Linked DNA regions of Ovis aries: region 2 is linked to region 1. Evidence: chromatin contacts called from public Hi-C data. All regions are on one chromosome and are shown on one strand. The core of a region is the stretch at or near the end of the contact, and the rest is flanking DNA. Distances in the headings are between cores, read along the strand shown.

Evidence for each region. Hi-C and Micro-C count contacts between places; a contact is called where the count stands out from the background.
Region 2: a contact with region 1 is called in a Hi-C map of hypothalamus, with 5 times the contacts expected there. The contact joins two enhancer-like sites. A contact is called at or near these places in 4 of 16 Hi-C or Micro-C datasets (blood, hypothalamus, liver and 1 more).

Annotation. Positions count from the first base shown.
Region 1 is chr2:239,395,282-239,402,027 of ARS-UI_Ramb_v3.0, forward strand. It overlaps IFI6 (interferon alpha inducible protein 6), which reads left to right. Exons shown (of 5, transcript XM_027965432.2): 5 at 124-409. The coding sequence ends at 233. Among named protein-coding and RNA genes, the nearest start is that of IFI6, 6.7 kb to the left of the region's middle. Within about 2 kb of position 3,725, at least 27 of the 54 cell types and tissues checked have an H3K27ac peak or open chromatin away from gene starts, as enhancers often do. A contact at or near this core is called in hypothalamus and liver, where this site is marked.
Region 2 is chr2:239,701,590-239,708,335 of ARS-UI_Ramb_v3.0, forward strand. It overlaps WDTC1 (WD and tetratricopeptide repeats 1), which reads right to left. Exons shown (of 17, transcript XR_009599448.1): 10 at 6,288-6,363; 11 at 5,566-5,674; 12 at 4,727-4,900; 13 at 1,482-1,717; 14 at 1-108. Among named protein-coding and RNA genes, the nearest start is that of TMEM222, 20 kb to the left of the region's middle. Within about 2 kb of position 3,317, at least 18 of the 54 cell types and tissues checked have an H3K27ac peak or open chromatin away from gene starts, as enhancers often do. A contact at or near this core is called in hypothalamus and liver, where this site is marked.

The sequences.
Region 1 (6,746 bases), core at 2,475-4,974:
TCTGGGCCTCTGTTCCTCTAGCTGGAAATAAAAAGGGTACACTTGACCCGTTGTTTCCCGACATTTGGATTCCCGGGCCTGGTGCCTGGGTTCCAAGGGACTCGGCTGTCGTTTGCATTACAGGCGCTAGCGGTGGCAGTGCCCTCATGGCCAAGATCGGGGCCTTTCTGGGCTATACTGTCCACAAGCAAGTCGAAAGCAGACAGAGAAGAGAAGAGAAAGAAAAAGAGTAAGCAGAGAGAAAGGAGAAGAAGTAGCCAGCAGCTCCCTGGAAGCCCCGCCTTCCTCCTTGTCTTCCTTTTCCAGCTGCAGTCCAGAGCTTCCTCTGTCACACTTGGCAATGACTGAGGTTAAAAAAAAAAAAAAGAAACACATACACACAGAATAAACGTCTCTCAGAAAACACTCAGTCCTGCTGTGAGTCGTGGTTGCTATGAGAAGCCCAACAAGATCTGGCTCTGGTCTGCCTCATCCACACACCCCACCCCCATTTCCCTCCCTAGAGCCCATCACAGCTCCTGGAGCACGACCAGCTGGTTTTGCCTCTGAGCCTTGGTGTGTTCTGGTCTCTTGGCCTAGGACGTCCTTCTGAAGCTTACAGCCCACCTCAGACATACCTCGTCCTCTGGGACTCCTTCCTGGCAGAGGCTTCTTGCTACCCCTGTCACAGCCTGGGCGCCCAGGCTGCATTTCACAGGGTGCCTGGGGAGGCAGATTCTGTTCTCAGTGAGCGAAGCTTCCAGCTATGTCCCTGATCAGGCAGAGATGGAGAAGCCAGATCTCTAGTCCCCAGAGAAGCGCTAGAGGGGTCTCCCTCAGATAAGGCCAGACCTTTGTCATGGGGAAACGGTTTAAGAGCAGCTTTTGGGGGGTAGAGGTGCTCAGCGAGGCCTCCCTTCCTTTAGAGAGCTCTGGGGACAGGGTGGGGACTTTGCAGCTGGAGCCCACACGCCTTCTGAGGGGGAAGGGGAGGCCCAGCCCTTGGGAGGATCTGAGGTTCGGGAGGCCTGTCCAGGGAACCAGAGTGCCAGGACCTCAGCAGGGGGGAGAAGGGCAAAGAGGCCCCAGAAACCACTCTTCAGTAAAGCTCCAGCTGGTTCTGGCACTAATGCAGAGACAGACTCTGGTTCCGGCCTGAGTGGGTGTGCCAGCCTCGATTCCAGACCAGCCTTCTAGAGAGATCCGCATCCCCAGGGAAGTGGCCGTGTGTGAACCGCAAACGCCGGTCACTAAAGGGCCCAGCCAGCTGTCCTCAGGCCTCCCCCACCCCGCCCCACTTCTAACCCAGAACTTCCCCTTTGATTGCCAACATGCAGAGGCGGCTAAGAGGCTACATCGTGCTCACTCCTGTCTCCAGGGCCAACGCCACCCTGCGGGTGGCAAACGGCCCCAGCTGGCTCGCCCCAGGGCACCAGAGAAGCTGGGTTTGTTAAAGAGGGGGCACAGGTGCTGGAGGTCCCACTGGCACCTCAAACACCGTCTCCACAGTTTGTTCCAGGAGCGGAAGCTGAGCTGAGTGCCCTGCCCTGAGAGTCAGCACAGGGCATCAGCTGAGCCCCGCCTCGGTGGGCTTCTGCCCATGTCTCAGGCGTCACACTCCCCCAGGCGTGCTAATTGCACCCCAGTTTGTCCACAGAGTCGATATCCCAGAGACGGAAGTGTGTTCCCTAAGCCCCTTCACAGAGGGCACTGCGTCTCACTCATATCGCCTCCCCAGTGCCTGGCATACAGCAGGTGCTCAATATATGTGCAGAGAACTTGAGGCCAGTCTCCTTCCATCCACCTGTCCCTTCACCTCCCTCAACCTTCATGGGAGGCAGGGGCTGGACCGCTTGTTCTTTTTCCTGGGGAGCTCTTGATAATACCCGCTGTCACTGCCATGCAGGCCTCAACCCCCTTTAATGCTGTGGTCAGGTAAACACAGGCCCCTAACTTTTGCTCAATATTCTCTACCACAGGTGAGGCTGAGTTTTCCATGAAGCAGTGGAGCAGAGTGGTTAGGGGTGTCCCTCTGGAGTCCCACAGACCTGGGTTCAAAGCTGCCCTGCCCTCTCCTACCATGCTTCATGCCCTGCACAAGTTCCCTCACTGCCCTGCGCTGCACTTCCCTTCCCTGTAAACCGAGAACAATAATAGCCTCTGTGTGTTGGTTGCTCAGTCGTGTCTGACTCTTTGTGACCCACGGACAGTAGCCCACCAGGCTCCTCTGTCCACAGGATTCTCCAGGCAAGAATACTGGAGTGGATTGCCATTTCTTATGAGATTAGATGAAATCACGAACAGAGTTTAGCACGATGCCTGACAAATGCTAAACACTCAGTAAATGTCCATTATTATGACTAGGGACCTGCATAAAGCAAAGAGGAAATAGCCAAATAAAACCAAGAATTAGATAATCTAACTTTGGAGCCTAGGTTTACTTTCTAGTGCTCACAGCCCTGGATCTTCTTTCTTCCTAAGGGTGGGCATCCTGCCCCCAGGGGCATACACCGTCCTTAGATATCATATTGTCCTGAACAGCATTTAAGGCCAGAGAGAGGTGGACCACTCCGGCCCCAGATTTTAGACCTGAGGCCTCAGCAGTTCTCAAGCTGAGTGACACTGGCCATGACTCGTCTTTAAGGTTATCCTGTGCCTACCACAGGATCCCTTTGGGCCGGTACAGGATAACTCTTGACTTTCATTCCACAGCATTTACTGGGCACTGACTCTGTGTCTGGCACAGTGCCAAATATTAAGGACACCGCAGTGGAAGAGACCCAGTTCCTACCTACTTGGAGCCCCCTGCATACAAATTAGAAGCCCCTCAGAATATTCATGACCTCCCCCCCTTTCTTTTTCCCTGTCACCACCTCCCTGCCCCCATCTCCTTTCACCCATCCTTGTCAACTTTCATGGACCACAATCATCTTGTCTATAAAGTATGAGACAGAATGATGAGCGTAAACCCAGAATTCGCTAGTGCACCAAGTCAGGAGTCGCTAATCACCTTTGGACTCCTCCTTGGCAATGGTCTTCAGAAAGACACAACACCAAATCCTGGTCCAGCTCCAGAGTGGGGCACTCAGGCAGGTTACTTGCCTTCCTTGAGTCCCAGCTTCGTCATTTTTAAAACAAGGGGAGGTTGGACATCAGAGTCTCTGGGCACTTCCTGCTCTAAAACTGCCGAGCCTGAAGCACAGCCTTCTGAATCCCCTATGTCTGTCAGGTCCCAGCCCTCTGAGATTTTATTTTTGGAAGTGGCCAAAAGCCACCTTGCGGTGCCAACTTCGGTGACTAAGGTGGGTGATGGTGCTGAGAGATGCCTATTTGGTCACAAAGAAGGGTGGCTAGAAACTAGCAGGGCTGTTCCTCACTCTGGGACCGCACCCTAAGACAAATCCAAAAATAGATCCCATCTGCGTGGCTGACTTGATGGAAAACAACGTTGAGGTCCTCTGACATCATCATTTCTCTCTGGACCTCAAGATCCTAGGCTATAAAACAGAGGAAGGGGAGAGCTGGACTCTCATTTAGACCTAGAATGTCTTTCCAAAGAGCTCAAGTTAGAGGAGTCTTGCTCTTTGATAAAAATCCCTTTATCTAGAGATTTATTTTATTCTTTAAGGAGCCCCCTGGCCCCCAAGACCCTTGAAAGTCCACTCACTCCCTCTCCGGGCAGGCTTCCCACAGTCCCATTGTGCTATGCACGAGTATGACCACCAGGTGTCAGTGCCGTCTCAGCCTGAAAGCCACCTCAGCCTGACTCATCCTCCCGCAGCTCCACTGTGATCAACAGCTCTCCCTGGGGCCAGCCCCACCAAGGATGCTAGAGACTAAAATGATTCAGGCTCTGCGCCGGCTCTGCGGCAAGAGCTCCTGAAGCTCACAGGAGTGGTCAACTCTGAGGATGCCTGCAAGGCTGCCCTCTCCTCTCCTTCCAGGCCCTCGGTCCTGCAATGCTGGGATTTCCAAACTCCTGGCCACAGCAATCAGGACACCCTGCGACCAGGTTTCACTTCCAGGCTCACAGCCTGTGCTCCCAGACTTGAGTCATGGGGGATTTAAAGACAATGAGAGGAGCACTCCACACAGACCCTTTTTGTCTGGGCAGGAGATGGTGATGCCCGGAACAGGGCATCTCTGGACCCAGCCTTGATAGAGACCTGGGCCAGGAGACAGCTTGGGTCAGCAGTAGCTGGAGGGAGTAGAGGCAGAGGAGGCCTGTGGCTTCCTGTGAAGAACTGAAGAGCCACTTCCTTTAAGCTAGCCAGTTGTGGGGGAGGGGCAGAAGGTTAGGGAGCATGGACGTCCTGGCTCAGGGGGAGAAGGCGGCCCTAGGAAGACCCTATGAAGAGGCCCAGAGCAGCCTTCTATTTCCTTTCCCTCTGTGGTTTCCATGAAACAGACAGGACTGACAGGCAAGGTCACACCTTTCCAGGTTCTGTGAAGCCACAGGGAGGTCAGATTAGGGGAGGCTCATTTGTACCAGATCAGTAAAGGAATGGGGTCTTGATGGCTCAAAGAAACAGGCCCAAAGGTACCTCCAGGTATGTAGGAACCTAGGCTAGACATTTGACCAAAGGGGCCCCCTACCTCCACCGACCTTCCAATGATAGCCTTCTTTACTCTGGGGTCTCCACTCAAATATCACCTACTCTGAGAAGCCCTCCTTGACCACACTTTAAAGAAGCCTCCTTTTTTCTCACTACCACAGCAGTTTCCAAACTTATCTACAGCTGGAATTACCTGGAGGGATCAAAACATGCTGATATGTGTCTTACAAAAATTGTTATTTAACTAGTTTGGGGTGTAGCCTGGGCTTTGGAAGTTAAAAAAAAAATTCTCTGGGTGATTTTTATGTGCAGACAGACATGTGTGGGAACCACTAGGCTAGCATGTCATCCTGTTTTAATTTTCTGTATAAGGCCAGTAAAGAAATGGAGACTTGGACGTCCTTGGTGGTTCAGTGGTTAGAATCTATCTGCTAATGCAGGGAACACTGGTTTGATTCCTGGTCTGGGAAGATTGCACATCCCTCAGGGCAACTGTGCCACAACTACTGAGCCTGCATTTTACAGCCCGTGCTCTACAACAAAAGAAGCCACTGCAATGAGAAACCTACACATCGCAGCTAGAGAGTAGCCTCAGCTCACTGCAATTAGAGAAAGCCTGCATGCAGCAACAAAGACTCCACACTGCCAAAAAATAAATAAATGTTTTTAAAATAAAGTTTTAAAAAGAGAACATCTTCTTTTAAGAAATTAAAGAATGGATTGGTTGCTTGGTTGCTTCAAGAAACAGACCCAAACAGCCCCAAATTCAAGTGTAAGGAACCTCAGAACCTAGTCCCAAACACCCAGATCCAAGGTTTTACTTATATCACCTCATTTAATCCTTACCACAATCTCCTTAGGGGTTATTAGGATCCTCATTTCACAGAAAAGAAATGAAGGTAGAGAGATGTCAAGTCACTTCCCCAAGGTAAACAGCTGGCAAGTGACAGGCCAGGACTTGAACCCAGTCAACCTCACTAGGACAGTGCCTGGCCTCCAGAGGGGACTCTATAACTTCCCAACCAGGGAATTTAATTTTAATCTCCTCCTGCCTCCCCCATCCAACCCCATTCAACTGAGCAACCAGGCAACCTGTAGATCTGTTTTCTAATTATTTCTTGTGTCTGTTCACCAGTCTCCACCCACATGGCCCTCCTCTCAGCATCCAGGTCACTACCCTCAGGCCTAGAGGGCACCCACAAAGTCCTTCTAAGAGGTTACCCTGTGTCCACTCTTGATCCTTGTGTTCACTCTTATTAATTCTCCACACAGGGCCAAGATCTGAAAACAAAGGAGATCAAGTGACACTTCCCCCAAAAACCCAACCAGTAGCTGCTCATCACACTTAGAATAAAGTTCTACTTCTTTAATTTGGCCCTTGAGGTCTTTAATAATCGGCTCCCCCAAATCTCCAGAGTCTTATCTCACTGTGCTTCCCCTCCCCCAACTCTTTTCCAGCCATACTGGCCTCTTTCCCCTTCCCAGAAACCTGCAAGAGCCTGCCAAGTTCAGTGTCTTTCCACAAGTTCTTTCCTCTGCTTGAAACACTTTTGTCGCTTCAGGAGTCAGCTGGAAGGTAACTTCTCCAGAGACCCGAGCCCCCAATCTAAATTCAACACTCCTTTATTCCGGCAGCCGGTTCCGTAAGTTGCTAGAATTGATCACGGTTGTAATAAAAGCATGATGGGTGTAAACATTTGTTACTGTCAGACTTGCTCACTAGACTTGAGCGTTCTGAGACATAAGCACAGGACTCATCGGCGTTTATCACCAGCACCCAGCTCAGCGCCCCGCACACAAGAGACGTGCCGAAGCTTTGGCTGAGCAGACAGTTTAGATGGACAGCTGGATGCACAGACCGATGAATGGGTGGATGAGTGACTGAGGGAATAACTACATTTTAAAACTTAGAAAACGATTCACCTGCCTATATATTTCTCAGGGTAGCTATAGCTACGTGCGCGATTTACAAGGGAGTTATTTTCACCCTTCGACAAGCCCCACCCACTGGTCCTTCGAGGCTTTTCCCAGGCCCGGCCACTGGGCGGGACTTCCAGGGCCGGATGAGTGACGTCATGGGGCGTGCCCGGAGTCGGCCTCTGCCTCCTGATTGGCGGGCTCCCCGGGCCGCGGCTCTTGCCGCCACTGCCGTCGGCGTGGAAGCCGTGGGAGCTGAACCGAGGGACCTCGGCGAGGTGTCCCCGTGGACCT
Region 2 (6,746 bases), core at 2,067-4,566, 310 kb after region 1:
CGTAGCTTCGCTCCCGCAGCACCATCTCGTCCTCGGAGATGGAGTCCTTACGGCTCATGCTTCGGAGGCGGACGGGGCCGCCGCCACCGCCGGCTCCCTTCTTCTCCTCTGGGGCAGAGAACAGGGACCGTGAGAGTCCTGCCCGTCTCTCCCCGCCTCCCCGTTTCCTCCCCACCCTTCACCCCGTTCTCCGTCCAAGTAGTAAGCCATGAAGGGCTGTCCCTCTCCCACTACCCTGGAAAACTGGGAACAACTGTGGAAAAGAGGCATCTGTGCATCCTGCCCTTGAGGGTGTTCAAGAGGAGATCGCTGATGCCAGGACGGCCTTGGCTTAGGTCCCTGAATAACGTCTGGAAGCCCCGAGGATGCCCGGCCCTAAGGTCTGTTGGTGTGGAGGTGAGCGGCGGGGAGGGGAGGGCAAAGCGCTGCCAAGAGAGCCTTGAGCGGGTGATCTTTCTAGCCCTCCCGCCCCGGAGGACAAGTCAGCCTGGGTCCTGGTGGCCGCATACGCGCCTCAGTAAAGTCACACCAGCTCTCTCAGTGCCTTGTCCCTGCCTGCCTCAAGGCCTTGGCACGCGCTGGCCCCTCTGCCAGACGCTTCACCTCTGGCGACACTCTGCCTAGTCACCTCTTCCCCAGCTTCAAGATCTCTGCCTGAACGTCTCCCTCAAAAACCCCGGGCTGCCTTCAACCCCTCCCCTGCACTCACACCCTATCAGGCCCCCGGGGCCTTCTTTGCTTCTCCTTCATCGCTAGGGTCCTTCCCAGGCTATAAATTCTTGAATCCAGAAATTCTATCTGACTTGTTCCTAGATGTATTCCCAGGACATAGCACAGTGCCTGGCACTATCCAGACAGATGGATCAATCCATGGTCCAATACGCTGCAGAGCAGAAGAGGAAGCTGCATGTCTGCCCCCAGTGAGCTCCCCTCTCATGTTTACAGACTGCACAGTTACCTGGCTCACTCTCCAGCGCTACCCAGAGGAGCAGGGCAGGCCCTTCAACATGCTGTACAAATAAGCCAGCAGGTTCAGAGAGGCTGTGCTCTGCCCAGTCTCATGGTTCCACATGGCAGAGCTGAGACTGGAACCGAGGCTCCATCCCTGTGCCCGGGGCCTTACCACTGCCCTGTGGGCTGTCTCTCCTGCACCCATGCAATCTGGAGCAAGTGCACTCTAGCCAACTAGCTGGAGCTCGGATCCCAACGGAACGGCCAAGGCCCTGTCTATGACAGGAGAGGATGACCTAGCTCCTATCCTGAGCCCCTATCCTGAGCCCCGGGGGAACCACACCAGGTGCCTTAAACACGCTATTGCTAATCCTTAAGAGACCAAGTGACTGTCTCAGGGTCACGTGGTTCTCAATCAGTGTGAGCCCAGGCCTCTCCAGTCTCAGGACTTACGTCCTCTCCAGAATGTCACGCAGCATCTCCAACAGACAGAGTGACAGCAACCCCTCCTCAGTGCGCACTCTACTCACCACCGTCATTTTTGGAGAAGAGGGCGGCCGTGATGTCACGTCCCAATGCGTCACAGGCGCTGCTATGGGCCTGCTCCGGGAACTTCCCTTTGAAATCATCCAGGCACTCTAGGGCCTCAGCCACGTACTTGAGCTCAAAGAGGCATCGGGCCAGGCGGAAGTGCGCCTTCAGGTGGCATGGATTTAGGGAGATGGCCTTGAGGCAGTCCCTCAGGGCATCGTAGTGGTCACCATCCCTGGGAAGGCAGGGGAGTGTGCTTTGGAGGTGGGGCCCCGTGGCAGGTAGGGAGTCCCCATTCAGTCTTGTCGCTTCCTGTGGCCACCCCAGCCCACCTTTGAGCGATCTCAGGGCAAGGGTATTTGGGGATGAACAGAATCCTGGTTCAGCCCAGGGCTTGCTCTCTAGGAGGCAGAGTATGTTTAGGAGGAAAGCCAGGAACCCTGGCGTATTGGCAGGTAGAGGGTGGGCATAAGGCAAAAACCAGTGTCGGGTTGCCCTCTGCTGGACACAGAGTGCAACTGTGCACCCGCTCACCCCAGGCACCCGCAGCCCTGCAGCAGAAGGCCTGGCATCTTGCCCGCCTCAGGCTCCCAGGCCCTCCTTCTCCTTTCCTCCACCCACCTCCTCAGATCCCCCCGGCTGGCCTTCAAAGCCAGGTCTGAGGCAGGGGGCCCTCAAGGACAGTTCTGTGGTCCGGGGAAGCCAGAAGTGTCAGGCTGGGGATTCAGGCTGCTGACCAGCAGGCAGCAAGTCCTCAGCCAGGCCCCCTCTGCCCTGGCTGACTGATCCACAGCAGCTGTGGCCTCTGCCTCCCGGGGCTGGAGGACGGGGCCTGACGGTCTGGCAGAGTCACTCCTCTGGAAGTGGATGGCGGGAGTGGGGGCGGGCATAGGCCACAGGAGCTGCAAATTGTCCACACTAACTTCTCCAAACTCCCGAAGCATGGATGTGGGGAAGTGGGAATAGTTTTGCGGGGTGGGGAGGGTCAGAGAAGAAGCCCCTCCTCCTCCCACCCTGTGCAGGAGTATAGAATACACATCTGCCCAGGTCCACAGACAGCCCCACCTCTCAACTGGAGAGCCAGGTGTCCTCACAGGATCCACTTCTCCGTTTTTCCCCTCTGCTGGGGTGAGGCGGGCCTAGGACCCACTTGCGTTAAGAAGCACGCCGCCGACCGCCCCCCCCCACCATGGCCTCCCCACCAAGGCGCAGCTCACAACCCCTGTGCGCGGCGGGGGCCAGGGCAGGTCTGACGCTGGAGCTGTGCTCCTGACCCTCCCTCCTACAGCACCCAGAGGGAGCACCGGTGCTCAGAGCAGGGACAAGAGGCTTGGCAGTGCGGAGGCGGGCGGGAGACAGAGTGTCCCGACGGCGCAGCTGCGTCAGAACGAGTGGCTGTGACGGAGGAGCAGGCGCGCTTCGGAAACCCAATTACCGCCTGCAAGGTGCCCCTCAGAACTCCCGGGGAGAGCCAGACCAGAAAGCAGCCAGAAGCCAGAGGGCGACAGCTCCCACCGCATCCAGGAGCAGATGGCTGCCCTGGGGAGACTGGCCTGGGACAGAACGTGACATTCTAAGGGTCACTGGCAGGCACGTGGGGATGGGGAGAGAGCAAGCTGGCCCCAGGGCGCACCCATCCGGACTTGCTGCCAGCTCAATCTCCCTGAAAAGACAGCCCTCAACACCTCCCTCTGCTGCTCGAAACTCTTCAGTAGCTGCCCATCATCCACTGAATCGAGGCCAAAACGCCACCGCTCTGCATTCCAAGACCTTCCCAGGCTGGCCCCAGGCTACCTCACAGACTCATCTCCTGCCAGTCCCTTCCCGAACCCTCTGCTCCAGCCAAATGGATTTGTTGTTCTGCAAACAAGCTCTTCAGTCAGTCCCCCACCCCCACGCCTTTGTTCACACCGTTTCATCTCCCTGGGAATGTCCTTCCCCCACAGTCCCCTCCCCGCTTTCCTCTCCTGTCTAAGCCTGCCCACACTGAAAGCAGACACCACGTCTTCCCGGTGCTCCCTGATCCCCAGGTACAGTGACCCGACTTTTCCTCTGCCCATGGCACTTCACCTGACCCTTCAAAGACTCACTGCTTCCTGCCTCTTCGGTGATGGACCATGCCCACCTCTTTATCCCCTGTCCAGAGGCTGTGCGCTCTGGAGCACAGTAACTCGGAGGGACAGAACTTTGTGTCTCTAGTTCTCAGTGCATAGTAGGGATTCAGAGAAGATGTTAAGGGTACTGTGGACTGGGAAATCATCAGTCCTTCTCAGCAAAATGCAGGAGAGTGTGCTCAGCCTACAGCCTGCATGAAGACCACTGCATTCTACCCACCTGCTGGAAAAGAGGGGCAAAACACCCCAGGAGGGCCCCCAACTGTCATCTCCTGGGGCTGGCTGCCATCTGAGCCCATGGCCAACTCCTGATGTCTGAGCTAAGGCCTGTGGGGGCAGCATCTTCCCAAACCCCCATCCACCAGCCTGCTGACTTGGGTGGGTTTCTTAAGCTTCCCTCTCTGGCCTGCCGAGTTGCAGCCAGACGATGGCACACCAGCTGGCCTGTCTGTCTGGGCAGAGCCGACGGATGCCAGACGGAGCAGAAATGGCTGTGGGCCCAGCTTTATCCATCTCCCATCCTGGCCCTGGCTGGGGGATGGGGTCTGCCTGCCTGCTTGCCTGCTGGTGCTGTAGGCGGAAGGGCTGGGGGCCCTGGTGGTCTTCAAAGATAAAGGGTTCTTCAGGATATGGACCTGTTCCCTTACCACTGGCCATTACCACACAGCAAGACCCACAGCCAGCTTCAGATGTCTAGGATCCTGCTTGTGCTTGGTCCAAAGGGTCCAAGAGCATAGGACAGCAAACTCCAAGGTCAAGGCGCTGCACAATCACTTCAAACAGATAGCAACTGAATTCACCAGGGCCTCATTTGCATCTAGCAAGATTCTACTGCCCCTTTAAAAGTCCGATTCAAGGCCCAATTCTCCAAGGACTGGGATTAACCACTCTCCCAATTCCTACTTCCAGCAACCACAGCACTAACATGCTGAAGCTACTTGTGAACATGTTCCATTTAACTGTGAGCTCTCCTGGTGTTTGAAGCTTCCTGACTAACAGGTCAGGCACCTGCCCACCACCAACCAGGAATGGGTGAGAGGCCTGGGCCTAACATGCCCTGAGGGGCAGCAGGATGCCACTGCTACTGTCCCTGGATGCCTCAGCAACTTGGTTCCATCAGGCCCACTCACCACTTGCGCTTCATGTAGGCAGCAGCTCGGTTCCCGTAGAGCATGGCGTTGTGAGGGGCCCTCTGCACGGCCTTGCTGTAAAGCTGAATGGCCTGGGTCCACTGCTGGCAAGCAAAAGCCTCATTGGCTTGCTGTTTCACCCGCTCCAGGTATGGGGGCAGCTCTACCTGGGGGCTACGGGGGAAGCAGAGTGTCAGGCCAACCAAGGAAGGTCAGAGCAGCCCCTCAGGATGTCTGTGGCCCTGCCTGGAGGCCTCCCAGGTTTTCTTGGTCCCTGAGATCTGCACTGTCATATGAAAGAGGATGCCACTCCCACCCTTGGCTTGGGTAACTGTGGCAGGTCAATAGCCACAATTCCAATGCTTTGTGCCAGTGAAAAAAAACAGACAGGCAGAAATGAAGTTGTCCTAGACAGGTTTAAAGGAATTCTTCATCAAACTAGACATGAAAGTAGCTGACACCTCCAGCCTCCATGCTGAGCTGAACTTTGTCACCGTCCAAGTCCCGCCCATGGATCTCTCTATAGAGAGGTTTCTCTCAAGGGCTAGAGGACCTGGGCACCTCTATATCAAAAGCTGAGCTCAGGGCCTGGCAGTGCAAGAGGCTTGAAGATGCTATGAATGCAGAAAACACAACGGGGTAGGCCTGGCTGTGCGGGACCCTTTAAGGAGGGAGCCCAGAGCTAAGAGGAGCTAGCCCCTGGGTCCTGACCCCGGCTACTGGCACCAAGAGACCAGAGCTTCAGCTGGAGCACGACTGGAGTCCCATCAGGCAGAGGTGGCATAGGGACCACTGCCACATTCCAGAAGCCTCTGTGCCCCAAGTCAGGCTGGCCTTACCTGACATGCCCCCTAGTCTCTGGCAGCCGGAAGCCATTGCTGTGAAGGTGCAGGCCGTTGGACATGCCGTTGGACACACCGTTGGTGGACATCTTGCCATTCTGAACTTCTGGCGGTGGGTGGTTAGAAAGGAACAGCAACAACTTAGGAGGCAGTCCTCACTTCTCCTCAGCAGCCCTCCAGCTTCCATCCGGGGATCTGACGGCTCCACGGCAGGGCTGTCCCTCCCAGGGTAGATCTACTCCCAGAAAGCAAGTTCTGACAGGCAGACCAGCAAGCACATAAAGCAAGCCTGTGCGCCCTCTGCTGGCTGGAGAGGGACATAACTTCAACTTGGCATTATCTGGCTGTAGGGATGCCTAAAAGTTGGGGGATGAAGAGGTGCCTAAATCAACTGCAGGCCCCAGGAAGAATCACTTAGGAGACTGGTCTAGGACGGCAGGGGAGGGCACAACTACGTCAGGTCCTCAAGAGCCAAGCCATGGGAAGAACCTACTTTTTCTGAGGGAAGTGAAAAGGGCTGTGAGGCAAACCCATTTTTACAGAGCTCTCTGACCTGGGATTCCCTTCCGTCTTACTGTATGGTGTTATTTCAGAGAAACTGCTCCTTTCAGAGGATCACATCCACAGTGCAAGGTAAGGGGCAGGCTGCCCGACAGAGGCAGCGCACACTCACGTTCCCAGCAGAGATGCCCCAAAGGAGCCGGGCAGGGAGAACTTACCCCCTGAGGAGTGGCATTTTCTAGGCAAGAGGAAGGTGTACGGCCGCTGCTTGTAAGTCAGGTCAAACAAATAGACCTAGAGTGCAGGGGTCAAGAGAAGATGGACGTTGTGAGGCAAGAATGTGGCCGGGCCAGGAGTGAGGCCTGGGCGGCTCTCGGGAACACAGCTGAGTGTTCAGCAGGGAACCACCGAGTGACACAGGACGGGGGTGCTTCCTGGAGCAAGCCTCAGGTGGGAAGATCCTTCTAGTGCCTGGCCCTGGGGGTGGACAGCTTCAAATACTGTCATTCCTTAGAATCACATGTGTATTAGGTCAACAAGGGCCTCAGGGGTCTCATGTTATAAATGGGAAAACTGAAACCCCAGAGAAGAGAAGCAATTTGCCCAAATAACATTGCTAGTTACTTCCCTCAGTAAATATTACCTATTATTACTTAACATGTATTGAATCCTTACTT